2 separate regions of the Sus scrofa genome follow, and region 2 is linked to region 1. Evidence: chromatin contacts called from public Hi-C data. All regions are on one chromosome and are shown on one strand. Each heading gives the region's core, a stretch centred on a gene start, on an enhancer-like site or on the middle of the called end of the contact. The rest is flanking DNA. Distances are from core to core; before and after follow the strand shown. Region 1 holds the start of ELOVL5 (elongation of very long chain fatty acids protein 5). Region 2 has its middle 110 kb from the start of ELOVL5.

The links. Hi-C and Micro-C count contacts between places; a contact is called where the count stands out from the background.
Region 2: a Hi-C map of fetal skeletal muscle shows a contact between it and region 1, with 2.4 times the contacts expected there. The contact joins the enhancer-like site here to the promoter of ELOVL5 in region 1. A contact is called at or near these places in 7 of 47 Hi-C or Micro-C datasets (embryonic fibroblasts, epiblast stem cells, fetal skeletal muscle and 3 more).

Annotation. Positions count from the first base shown.
Region 1 is chr7:46,929,996-46,935,353 of Sscrofa11.1, reverse strand. It overlaps ELOVL5 (elongation of very long chain fatty acids protein 5), which reads left to right and starts at 2,409. Exons shown (of 8, transcript XM_021098831.1): 1 at 2,409-2,574.
Region 2 is chr7:47,040,410-47,045,767 of Sscrofa11.1, reverse strand. No RefSeq gene overlaps it. Among named protein-coding and RNA genes, the nearest start is that of ELOVL5, 110 kb to the right of the region's middle. Within about 2 kb of position 1,992, at least 48 of the 83 cell types and tissues checked have an H3K27ac peak or open chromatin away from gene starts, as enhancers often do. A contact at or near this core is called in epiblast stem cells, fetal skeletal muscle, liver and 1 more, where this site is marked.

The sequences.
Region 1 (5,358 bases), core at 1,160-3,659:
GTCCTAGTGGAAGACAAGATACACAAATGTCTAAGGCATATATGTCAAGGTTATGTGAAAAGGCATCTGTTGCAGGATAGGAATAAAATAATAAAATAAAATAATGGAACTTAATGCTTACTTTTAATTGACTCTAAGAAATAATTATTTAATATTTAATGTTTGACCTGACAGTATAAGTCCATTTAAAAAATAGATATTTTTGGTAATATGGGCTTAAAACATTTTATTAATAGGTGAAGACAATGAAAACATTTACGTGTGATATTTGGAACAGCATTTGATAATTTGGAACATCATTTGATAAAATGAAGATTTTGGAATATAATTTAAATTTGACACTTTTGGAGTTCCCGTCGTGGCGCAGTGGTTAACGAATCCGACTAGGAACCATGAGGTTGCGGGTTCGGTCCCTGCCCTTGCTCAGTGGGTTAACGATCCGGCGTTGAAGTGAGCTGTGGTGTAGGTTGCAGACGCGGCTCGGATCCCGCGTTGCTGTGGCTCTGGTGTAGGCCGGTGGCTACAGCTCCCATTCAGCCCCTAGCCTGGGAACCTCCATATGCCGCGGGAGCGGCCCAAGAAATAGCAACAACAACAACAACAACACCAACAAAGAGAGACAAAAGACAAAAAATAAAAAAATAAAAAAAACAAAAAAAAATAAATTTGACACTTTTAAAACCTGGAAAGATAAAACTCAGAGAGGCTTACAAAGAGCTGAACTGACTCTGTCCTTGAACTGTAAGAAGGAGATACTTGTGCCCAATTCATCTATGCCTCTGGCATACGCTTTCCACATGCCTCTCACAGAAAGTTCTTAGTTACCTGTGTATCTTAGTTTCCACTGCATCATTTACCACTCTGACGGTAGTTGTTTCCGACTATCATTTAAAAGGAGGAGGGGAACTTTGCAGTCTTTTATTTCTAATACCTAGCATAATATCTGACAAACTGGAGTTCCTGTATGCCTCAATGGGTTAAGGATGCAGCGTTGTCACTGCAGTGGTTTGGGTGGCTGCTCTGGCGCAGGTTGGTTTGTTTGTTTATTTATTTATTTTTGGTCCTTTTTCTAGGGCCGCACCTGCGGCATATGGAGGTTCCCAGGCTAGGGATCGAATCGGAGCTGTAGCCACTGGCCTATGCCAGAGCCACAGCAACTCAGGATCTGAGCCTCGTCTGTGACCTACACTACAGCTCACAGCAACTCTGGATCTTTTAACCCACTGAGCAAGGGCAGGGATCGAACCCTCAACCTCATGGTTCCCAGTCGGATTCGTTAACCACTGCGTCTGGTGCAGGTTTGATCCTTGGTGGGCGAACTTCAGCAAAAAACAAACAAACAAATACAAATATATAAATATATATTCATTCTGACAAACTTAAGTCATTCAGTGCTTGTGGTGTTGAATGGCAAGTGGCTGTTAAAAATCTTAATTACTTGTATATGTTTACATTATCTGATTTGTATATAGTTTGTACACTGTATTCCTACTGCAATGGCCCAGTGCCTGGTACACAGCTGGCACATGATAAACATTACATTGCAAATTTATGAAAGAATAAATTTGCCTACATTAAATGGTGGATGGTGTTGGGTCTGTGAACATGGGGTAACAGAACCATAACCAGATGGCACAAAGAGAAAGGCTTAATTTCAGCGGCTTCCTATGGAGAGAGCATAGAATACTAGGATGATGAAGGCCTCAAATTATCCAAGTATCAATGAAAAACAAGGATCTTCTACTTGTGCCCTGAGCACAAAGCACTTTGTCTTACATGCTTAAATTTGTCTAGCTGAAGAGACGAATTTCACTTCTCCACCACCATTCCTCCTTCTACAAAAAGTCTTAAGTAGAAATGGAGTTGGTAGTGATCACTAAGGAAAAAAAAAGAATCTAAGAAAAATCACGGTGAATCTACCACCTGGGAGTTAACCCTCAGCATCAGTTTTGTGCGTTTTTTTGTGGTTGTCCCATCTTGTTCGCTCCGGTGGTCTCCGTAGGCATTTAACCCTTACAGTTCAAACCAAGGAGAACTGGCGGCCTTCCAGAACCGGCGAGGAGAATGCACTCGAGTGGGCTTCTGCCACCCAAAAGCGGCTACAAAACCCTGCCACGCCTGGCACTGAGAGAATCAGAGTTCAGGGCATCGGGAACTTCACTGCTTCTATTGCGCAGGCTCTGCGTTCCACGCAGGCTTATTAGGAAGAAAGGGGATAAAATTGCCCAGAGACACGTGAACCCGAGGGGACCAACCCCGGCCACGGCGCCCCACAGCATCGGATTCTGGAATTTACAATCACGAAAGTTCTATTGTCTCGCGATTGGCTCCGGGGTCGCATGACATCATAGCGCTTGATTCGGCCTCCGGGCGGCGATTGGCTGGCCGCGCCATTGTGACGTCACGGTCAGCCCACGTTCTGATTGTAGATACCCAGCGCCTTCCTCTTCCCATCGCGGCGGCTCCTGCTGGCCGTGCCTCCCTCCTGCCTCCTCCCGGCTCTGCTGGCTCCCCACGCTGCAGCCACCGCCTCGCCGCTTCTGGGAGCCGCCGCCGCCGCCCTTGGGCTAAGAGGTAAGCGGGCGGCTCTGGGAAACTTCTCCCGGCCGCCTCTCGGCCATGACACCCGTGCCGGCGCGCGCCCGGGACTGAGGGCTGCAACCCGCCGTTAGGTCCCGAACCCGATGAGCACTAGCCGCTGCGAGCATGGCCCGCGCTGCGCCCGCGTGGCGGGGGAGCCTGGTCTCCTCGGCCCGCTCCTGGGCGTGGGGAGAGCTGTTCGGGAGCCTCGGGAGTTTCCGCGAGATGCTGTCTCACCTGTTTGGCGGTAGAAGCCGCCAGCAGTGAGCACGCTGACGGGCGCGGCGGGAACGCACCCTGGGCGCCACTGGGAGGTAGGGCGGGTGGGCTCTTGCGCTCGGGTTCGCTTGTTTGGGCGGGATGAACGCGCGGCTGGAGGTCCAGGGAAGCGCCTCGAGAGCGATCGCGCTTCCTCGGGGGAGAACAAAACCCGGGTGAGCGGGGAGAACCTCTGAGGGACTGCGGGGTCGCGGCGCTGGTTGGTCCTCGGCCCCACCGGCCTTTCCTTTTCTCTCTTCCCTTCCCGCCTCTGTTCCTCGGAGGGAAGCCCGCCAGCCGGGGACCGCTTCGATTTTTATTAAAACCAGATAACTATAGCCCTCCGTTCTCGAAGAGGCTGGGGCTGGTGGGGAAGCGCTGGGGCGGGGACTCAAGACCCTCCTGGGCGGCCCTTGCTGGAGTCCCCGGCGCGGAGGCGGCGGGGCGCGGACTGGAGCGGCTAGCTGCCGAGGAAGCCCTGGGGTTGTGTCTGCTGCTAGTGGTAGGGAAAAGTGCCCTTTTACAGCTTACAGGCAGATAAGACTCAGCCCCCACCCGCCAGTGTAGGGGTGGAGGGAGTTGTGCCTGGAGCAAGAGCTATTCTTTTAAACTATCTTGCAACCTTTGGGTTCCATGTCCTTGCAGTTTAAGAAGGCTGGTGGTTTCTCCTGCCCACGATTGGAGTTCAGCTCAGCTCCCCCGGTTTCCTGATTGCAAATTTGGAGAATGCATTTGGCCCCCTTTGGGGTTGGGGGTGGGGGGGTCCCGTATGGAAGAATCCAGTGCATGATTTATTGGCTGGGCTACAGAATCTAGGGATGCGGCGATAGAATGGTGAGGAGCGAGCTGCCTTAATTCTTTAATAGAGGGACCGTGGCAGGAAGTGCCTTATAGGGTAGTACGGAAGAGCTAAAGTTCCCTGTTAGGTTTGGTAACTTGTTCCCCTGACCACTCCAGAGATAAAGTGCTGGTTTGCACTTGTTTTGCTTGCACCACTCTGCCAGCAGCATTTGGTGCAGTCTAATGATATGGATGGACACAGCCAGTTTGCATTCGATGGCTGTGGACGAACAGTAACTTTTCATCTGCGCTTTGGCACAAGCAGATCCCTTTTTTAGCCTGTTCACAAGCTGCCTGGGATTCTCCAGGGAAAGCTCCATACTTGAAAGAGAAATGTCACTAATGTCCCTTTTAGATTCTTGCCCCAGATTGTAATTTCTCATTGCCAGCAACTTTTTTCTGTACCGTTTCTCTTTTTTGCACTTGTTTTCTGTTTCTAACTGAAGGCGAGGGAGAATGTTACTGATGATTACAGATGGCTAGTTTTACAGAATATAGAACAGAACTCCGTTGAAAAGTGAAAGTAGAAAGTGTATTAAGGTTTGATGGTCAGACTTTTTCAAGAAAAGCACTTCATAACTTCAGACACTGTCCTCCCTGCCTTGACTCAATTTCTTTGTTTGTAATTGGGGGTTTCATGTTGCAGAATTGTCAGGGATTCCAAGAGATGATACAATTGAAAGTGCCCAGCATGGGGCTTGTCAAATGGTGGTTTGGTAAAGGTTTCTTCACTTATTTTTCTTCTTGGGAAAGGGGAAGTGACATTTAGGGGATGTGGCCAAGGATAAAGCTGGAGAATCTCAAATAACTGGGAAAATAGTCAAAACTAGGTTTTCACAGACACTAATCCCAGTCTCCCTTCAAACCCACCTTTGAAAATGAGGTGTTATCACTTTCCCTGGGATCAACTGAGCTTCCTTTTTCTTTTTTTGGGGGGATGGGGTGGGAAGGGTCAGCATTCTTAATTTTTGGATATTTGCAAGGATCTTTTTTCCCACTGCCTCCTCTTTTCCTCTCAGCATAACTACTGATTATCCTCCTCTTCCTAGAGGTAAGAATCAATCCTTGGGTTTCCCACTTGAATTATTCAAATCAAGGCAAAACTGTTTCCCTTCCTTTAGGGTGAATTGGATGCCTAAGTAGATAGTGAAGAGGGTGAGTGATGCTTTTACTTCTTTCTTGCTACATTCTTCTTCTTCCCTAAGAAATTTTGTAATTATTTTTAATTCTTCCTTTGTGCCTACCAACTCTTGTTACTGATCTTTCCATTAGTTACCCATAAACAGGTCTCTCTCTGCATGCCTTCAGTTTCAGGTGTTACTGATGTGAGCACCTTCCTTATTAGTAAGTAGTTGCTTTCCAGGCATAATTCTTACAGCCACCCTATGAGAAGTGCTAGTCCCTGCCTTTTTTTTTTTAAAGAATTGAGAACTAACTAAGGCCCAAGATGACAGTTGAGCTGTCCAGATTCACAGAGCTCTATCTCCTGTGTTGTACCTACTCCTTTGTCCTCGTGCTGCTTGAATTTGTTCAGTTGGCTCTGTGCCATTTATGTTACTCTGTAACTTAAAAATCTAACATCATGATTAAAGGTCCATCTTCAAGCCATCCAGGATTAACAGTTTGCCATTTTTCAGATCTGTGTAGTCTATTCCCACATTTGATTCATCTTTTTTTTAA
Region 2 (5,358 bases), core at 743-3,242, 110 kb before region 1:
TAGCACCCCGAAGTGGGGAATATCAGGATATTATAAAATTGAGGGGGAGATGCATGCACACACACATGTTACAGAAGTCTGTTGCTGATCTCCTGAAAGTCACAAGGAACAGACATCACCATGGAGGATTTTAGTGTTTTTCTCTATATGAGGAGAAGCAAGAATTGGGCACATAAAATCTTCTCCTACTAATATCTGGCTATTTCGAGACCTGTTGTTCCAGTTTTCCCAGAGCACAGAGTGCCTCACTCCTGATTCTCACCCTGAGCTCTGCTCAGGAGGTGCTGTGGGTCTGCAGCTGCAGTGGCTCATAATTTAATCCAGGTAGAGCCTGATGGCAAGTGCCAAGTATCAGTTCACAGACTGCAGGGTGCTTGACTTTGATTGGTGGGGACCCTGTGAATGTCAGGAATGTTGGCTCCATCTGAAGTTACCATTCTCAGAGTTCCGGACATGGCTCAGTGGTTAACGAATCCAACTAGGAACCATGAGGTTGCGGGTTGGATCCCTGGCCTCACTCAGTGGGTTAAGGATCCGGCATTGCCATGAGCTGTGGTGTAGGCTGCAGACGCGGCTCAGATCCAGCTTTGCTAGGCTGTGGTGTATGCTGGCGGCTACAGCTCTGATTTAGACCCCTAGCCTGGGAACCTCCATATGCCAAGGGTGCAGCCCCAGAAAAGACAAAAAATAAAAATAAAAAATGAAGTTTATCATTCTCCGTGTGAGTGGGAGCCTTTCTGAGGAAGAACACAAAGCTATTTTATTATGCATATCCCCTCTGGAGGAATAAGGTCTCTTGCTTTATAGGGGCACTATGGTTTCTTGACTGCTCCTTTGTTTCTGAGTTCTGCCCCTTCCCAATCCGAATTTCCAAAGGGCAGGAGGGGATGAGGTAAGACTTGTTTCTAGCAGGGCCCTGCAGGGCTCTGATTGATTTCAATACTGCACTAAATGAAAAAGGAAGTCTGGGAGTTCCCATCGTGGCTCAGCAGAGAAGAGTCTGACTAGTATCCATGAGGACGCAGGTATGATTCTGGGCCTTGCTCACTGGGTTAAGGATCCAGCGTTGCTGTGAGCTGTGGTGTAGGTTGCAGACGAAGCTGGGATCTGGCATTGCTGTGGCTGGGATGTAGTCGGACAGCTGCAACTCTGATTTGACCCCTAGCTTGGGAACCTCCATATGCCGCGGGTGCGGCCCTAAAAAGACAAAAAAAGAAAAAGAAAAAAGTTTGATTATGACTAAACCGGTGAGCTCACTTTTGAGGAAAAAAAAAAAAAAAAAGCAAAACACTATTTGTCCTTCACAAAAGAAGCCCGCATGTTGCCAAGTAGGTTAATTAGAAAATTCTATTCAATTAGGAGGACATTTTCTTTCTTTCTTTCTTCTTTTTTTTTTTTTTTTTTGTCTTTTCAGGGTCACACCCGCGGCATATGGAGGTTTCCAGGGTAGGGGGTCTAATCAGAGCTACAGCTGCCAGCCTACACCACAGCCACAGCAACCCCTGATCTGAGCCGCCTCTGCGACCTACATCACAGCTCAAGGCAACACGGGATCCTTGACCAACTGAGCGAGGCCAGAGATCGAACCTGCTTCCTCATGGTTCCTAGTCAGATTCGTTTACGCTGCGCCAGGAAGGGAACTCCAGGAGGACATTTTTTTTAAGATTAAAAGGCTTTAGTAATTTGGAAAATCTGATTTCAGCCATGACGTTTCCCAGCTTTTGCCTGGAACCCCCATATAAGACAGGGATGGGACCGGTCTAAGATCTACAGTGTGACCCTGGATCTCAGGGCACCCAAGGCCCTAGGACGAGCATTTCTCTTGCATTTCTATCCAGCCGCACTAAACAGATTACTTGATTCAAAAATCACAGGGGTTGGGAGATGGGGCTGGAAAGGAACTCCGACGACGCACTCTCCAGCTCTAACAGCCTGGGGGGTGGGGGGTGGGGTCTTTAAGACCTCCCTCTGCGCATGTGCAACCTGGGCCCCGCCTCTTCCTTCCGCCTTCACAAGCCTCATCCCGAAATCCTGGAACCTCTAGGTCTTGGCCAGTTAACTAGCAGCGGGCTCTGCAGTGGACCTCGAGGTTTGCTGAGAGCCGTGTTCTTGCGGCGGAGGCAGAAACGAGACGTCTCCGGACGCCCTCCCACGCGGCGGGACCCCGCAATACCCGGGTCTGGCCTGGACCTCGCCAGGGGAAGGTGGGCGGGGGATCCGTGTTGCTGCCCCGTGGTCTGGGGGCGGGTGTATCGGAGACCCGTTAGGAGCTAGCGCATGACTAGTATGGGGACCGAGTGTCCGGCCCTGCCTGCTGCCTTGCGGGGCAAGGGGGTTGCAGTGGGAGGAAAAGTTCCACAATAGCGCTGGCGGTCGGCTGGAGGAGAGGGCGTGATGGGGTCTGCGGAGCAGCGCTGCTCTGGATCCGGCGTTGCTGTGATCGTTTACTGCTGTGTAATCTGTGACCTTGGGCCAAAGAAGTAACCTGCGGGAGAGTCAGGTCAGTGGTCTGAAAAGGAGGCTGTGAATGTCGTCTGTCTTACCTGAGTATTCCATGTGCTGATCCCCCCCCCCTCCCCCCGCGCGCCTCAGCTTGCAAGGGCTCAATGTGGAATCTCAGTTCCCAGGCCAGAGATTGAAACCCTAATCACTAGCTCAGCAGGGAGCTCCAGATATGGTGTCACACAGGGAGTTAGTAAAGTGCGAGGTACTAACCCCCAAAAAGTGTTAACTGCTGTTGAATGTAGATGACACTTCTTTTCATGGGGTGGTTTACATAGGCCTCAGGACTCTCTCCTGACATGGGTATGGGCACCTACATTAAACACACAGAACAGGAACCTCTGAGTCTCAGGATGGTGAGGTGGTCCTGAGTTTGAGAGGACAGGTGACTTCTCCAGGCTCACCCAGGTTGGGACAGAACCAGGAGTGGAACAGGATGTTCAGACTGTCCAGTCATCAGAAGAATCTTATCAGGAGTCCCTTTTGAGAAACTGTGACCCACTTAAAAGAAAAAAAGAAAACAATTTGAAAATTGTCTCAAAGCACCCCATATTTTTTTTCTGGACTTCCTGTGGTTTCTCTTACTCAAGGAGTAAACACTTTGCCTGGTAAACAGATAAAAAAATGCAGCCTGTGTCTTTTTTCTGCATTCATGTTAATGAAATAGTGTCATCCTCTGGTGTTTTAAGCATCTGTTTTTAGTTTTTTGTTGGTATTGTTTCAAATAATGGACAAGCTGATTTTTACTCAGTAAGAAGTGATCATTTCAAACTGGAAAATAGACGGCACTTCCAGTGGGTCCTTCCCTTGCTAGTTCAGGGTTTAGAGAGAGGAGGTAGGGAGGCTGCTTCTAGGCTGGGCTACTGAGGTGCTTGGGAGGTGAAAGTAGGAACTGTCAGGCAGCCCAGGTATTCTGACCCTGTGGTGTTTCCGTCCCCTCAGCTGAATCTTCACAGTCCCAAGTGCTACAGAAAACAAATCTATTTGAGATGAGCTCTTTATTTATCTCCCGCCTTGTACTGTGATGGATTTCACTCTTGATTTCCGATCACTCTTGCTTGTGTTACACATCCTTTATGAATGAAAACTATTACCCCTTTACAATCAGTTTGCTAAGATTTTGTTTGAATCGTGAATGTGCTCGGAAATAATCATATTGAATACTTTTTTGTATCTATTGGAGTAAAGGTATAGCTTATTTTTGTTTTCAAGTTTGTAACTGCCATATCATATTTGAATTTTTCTTCAAATTGTATTGACTAGGTAGAGTAGCCTCTAATTCTGTTTTCTTGTGTTCCTGCCCAACTGTGATATCTTGGTTATACTGGCCTTAGTGAGGCATTTTCCTGCTCTTTTCTCTTCTCCCCTCCCCTCTCCCTTGCTTTTTCCTACCCTACCCTCTCTCATTCGCATGACAAAATCACCTATTACAGATTTCATGAAACTTAGCTCTAAAATTGGACTTTGTGAGTACATGTTTTTATGTGTAGATGTGGATTATTGGGCCACTTTATTTAAACAACCCTGGGTCTAGTCTTCCTTTTATTATTACTATATTTTCAGAGAAAAATATTCCTTTTTATCTGTTATGCGTTTTTGGAACCTTATAGATAGTATTTTCTTATATCTGTTGTGTTGATAAATTCTCTCTTCAGATAGTTAAGTAATGTACTTAATAAAGGGAATGGTGACCAGAAGCCAGCCAAATGTGTTGCTGGTTGGCCCTGTCAGAAATCTAGATATTCATGGTCAGAGGATGGGCTTGGAAATTTGTGCTCAGTCATATATTCTGTATACTGAATTGAGGGAGCATAGACACAGCCCTTTAGCTGGTTCCCACTTAAGTACAAAAGCGTCAGTTTCTTTTTTAGATAAGTGATATGTTCCTCTGACTCTCAGATCTAAACACAGGGAGTTCCCACTGTGGTACAATGGGATCAGCTTCTCTGCAGCACCAGGACACAGGTTGGTCTTCCCCAGCTGGGCACAGTGGCTTCAAGGATCTGACCTGAGGCTTGGATCTGATCCCTGGCCTGGGAACTCCACATGCCATGGGGTAGCCAAAAAATAAAAAAAGGAAAGGAAAGAAAAGAAGTAAAATCTAAACAGAAAGACTCATTGAGGTCTGTTACCAGTTTGAATTGTTGTTTGTGGTGCAAATTATGAATCAAGAGTATGATTATTTATTTTCTAATGGTGTTTTTTAGTCTGGCATGATTTTTCTCAGAATATACTTTCTGCATTGAATTACCTGGATAGGAGTTCCCGTGGTGGCGCAGTGGTTAACGACTCCGACTAGGAACCATGAGGTTGTGGGTTCGAACCCTGCCCTTGCTCAGTGGGTTAACGATCCGGCGTTGCCGTGAGCTGTGGTGTGGGTCGTAGACTCGGCTCAGATCCTGCGTTGCTGTGGCCCTGGCGTAGGCTGGCAGCTACAGCTCTGATTTGACCCCGTAGCCTGGGAACCTCCATGTGCCGCGGGAGCGGCTCAAGACATGGAAAAAAGACAAAAAAAAAAAAAAAAAAAAAAAAAAAAAGAATTACCTGGATACATCAATTAAAGAAATGTGTGTTTGGAGATATTTTTTGGTTCATCATTTTTGGTGTTTCATTTTTGTGAGTAGCATGCACTGCTTTGGTGAGTGGTGGTATGGTTTGTCTTGAAAACAAGAACTATCAGTCCTCCACCTTTGTTCTTTTTAAAATTGTTTTCAGATTGTAGATTGTTTGCTTTTCTACATAAATATTAGAATCGGCTTGTGATTCTCAAAAAGCCTGAATAGCTCTTGATTGTGATTGCATTGAATCTGCAGATTTCTGTGTGGAGAACTGACATCTCCATCCTGTCAAGTCTCC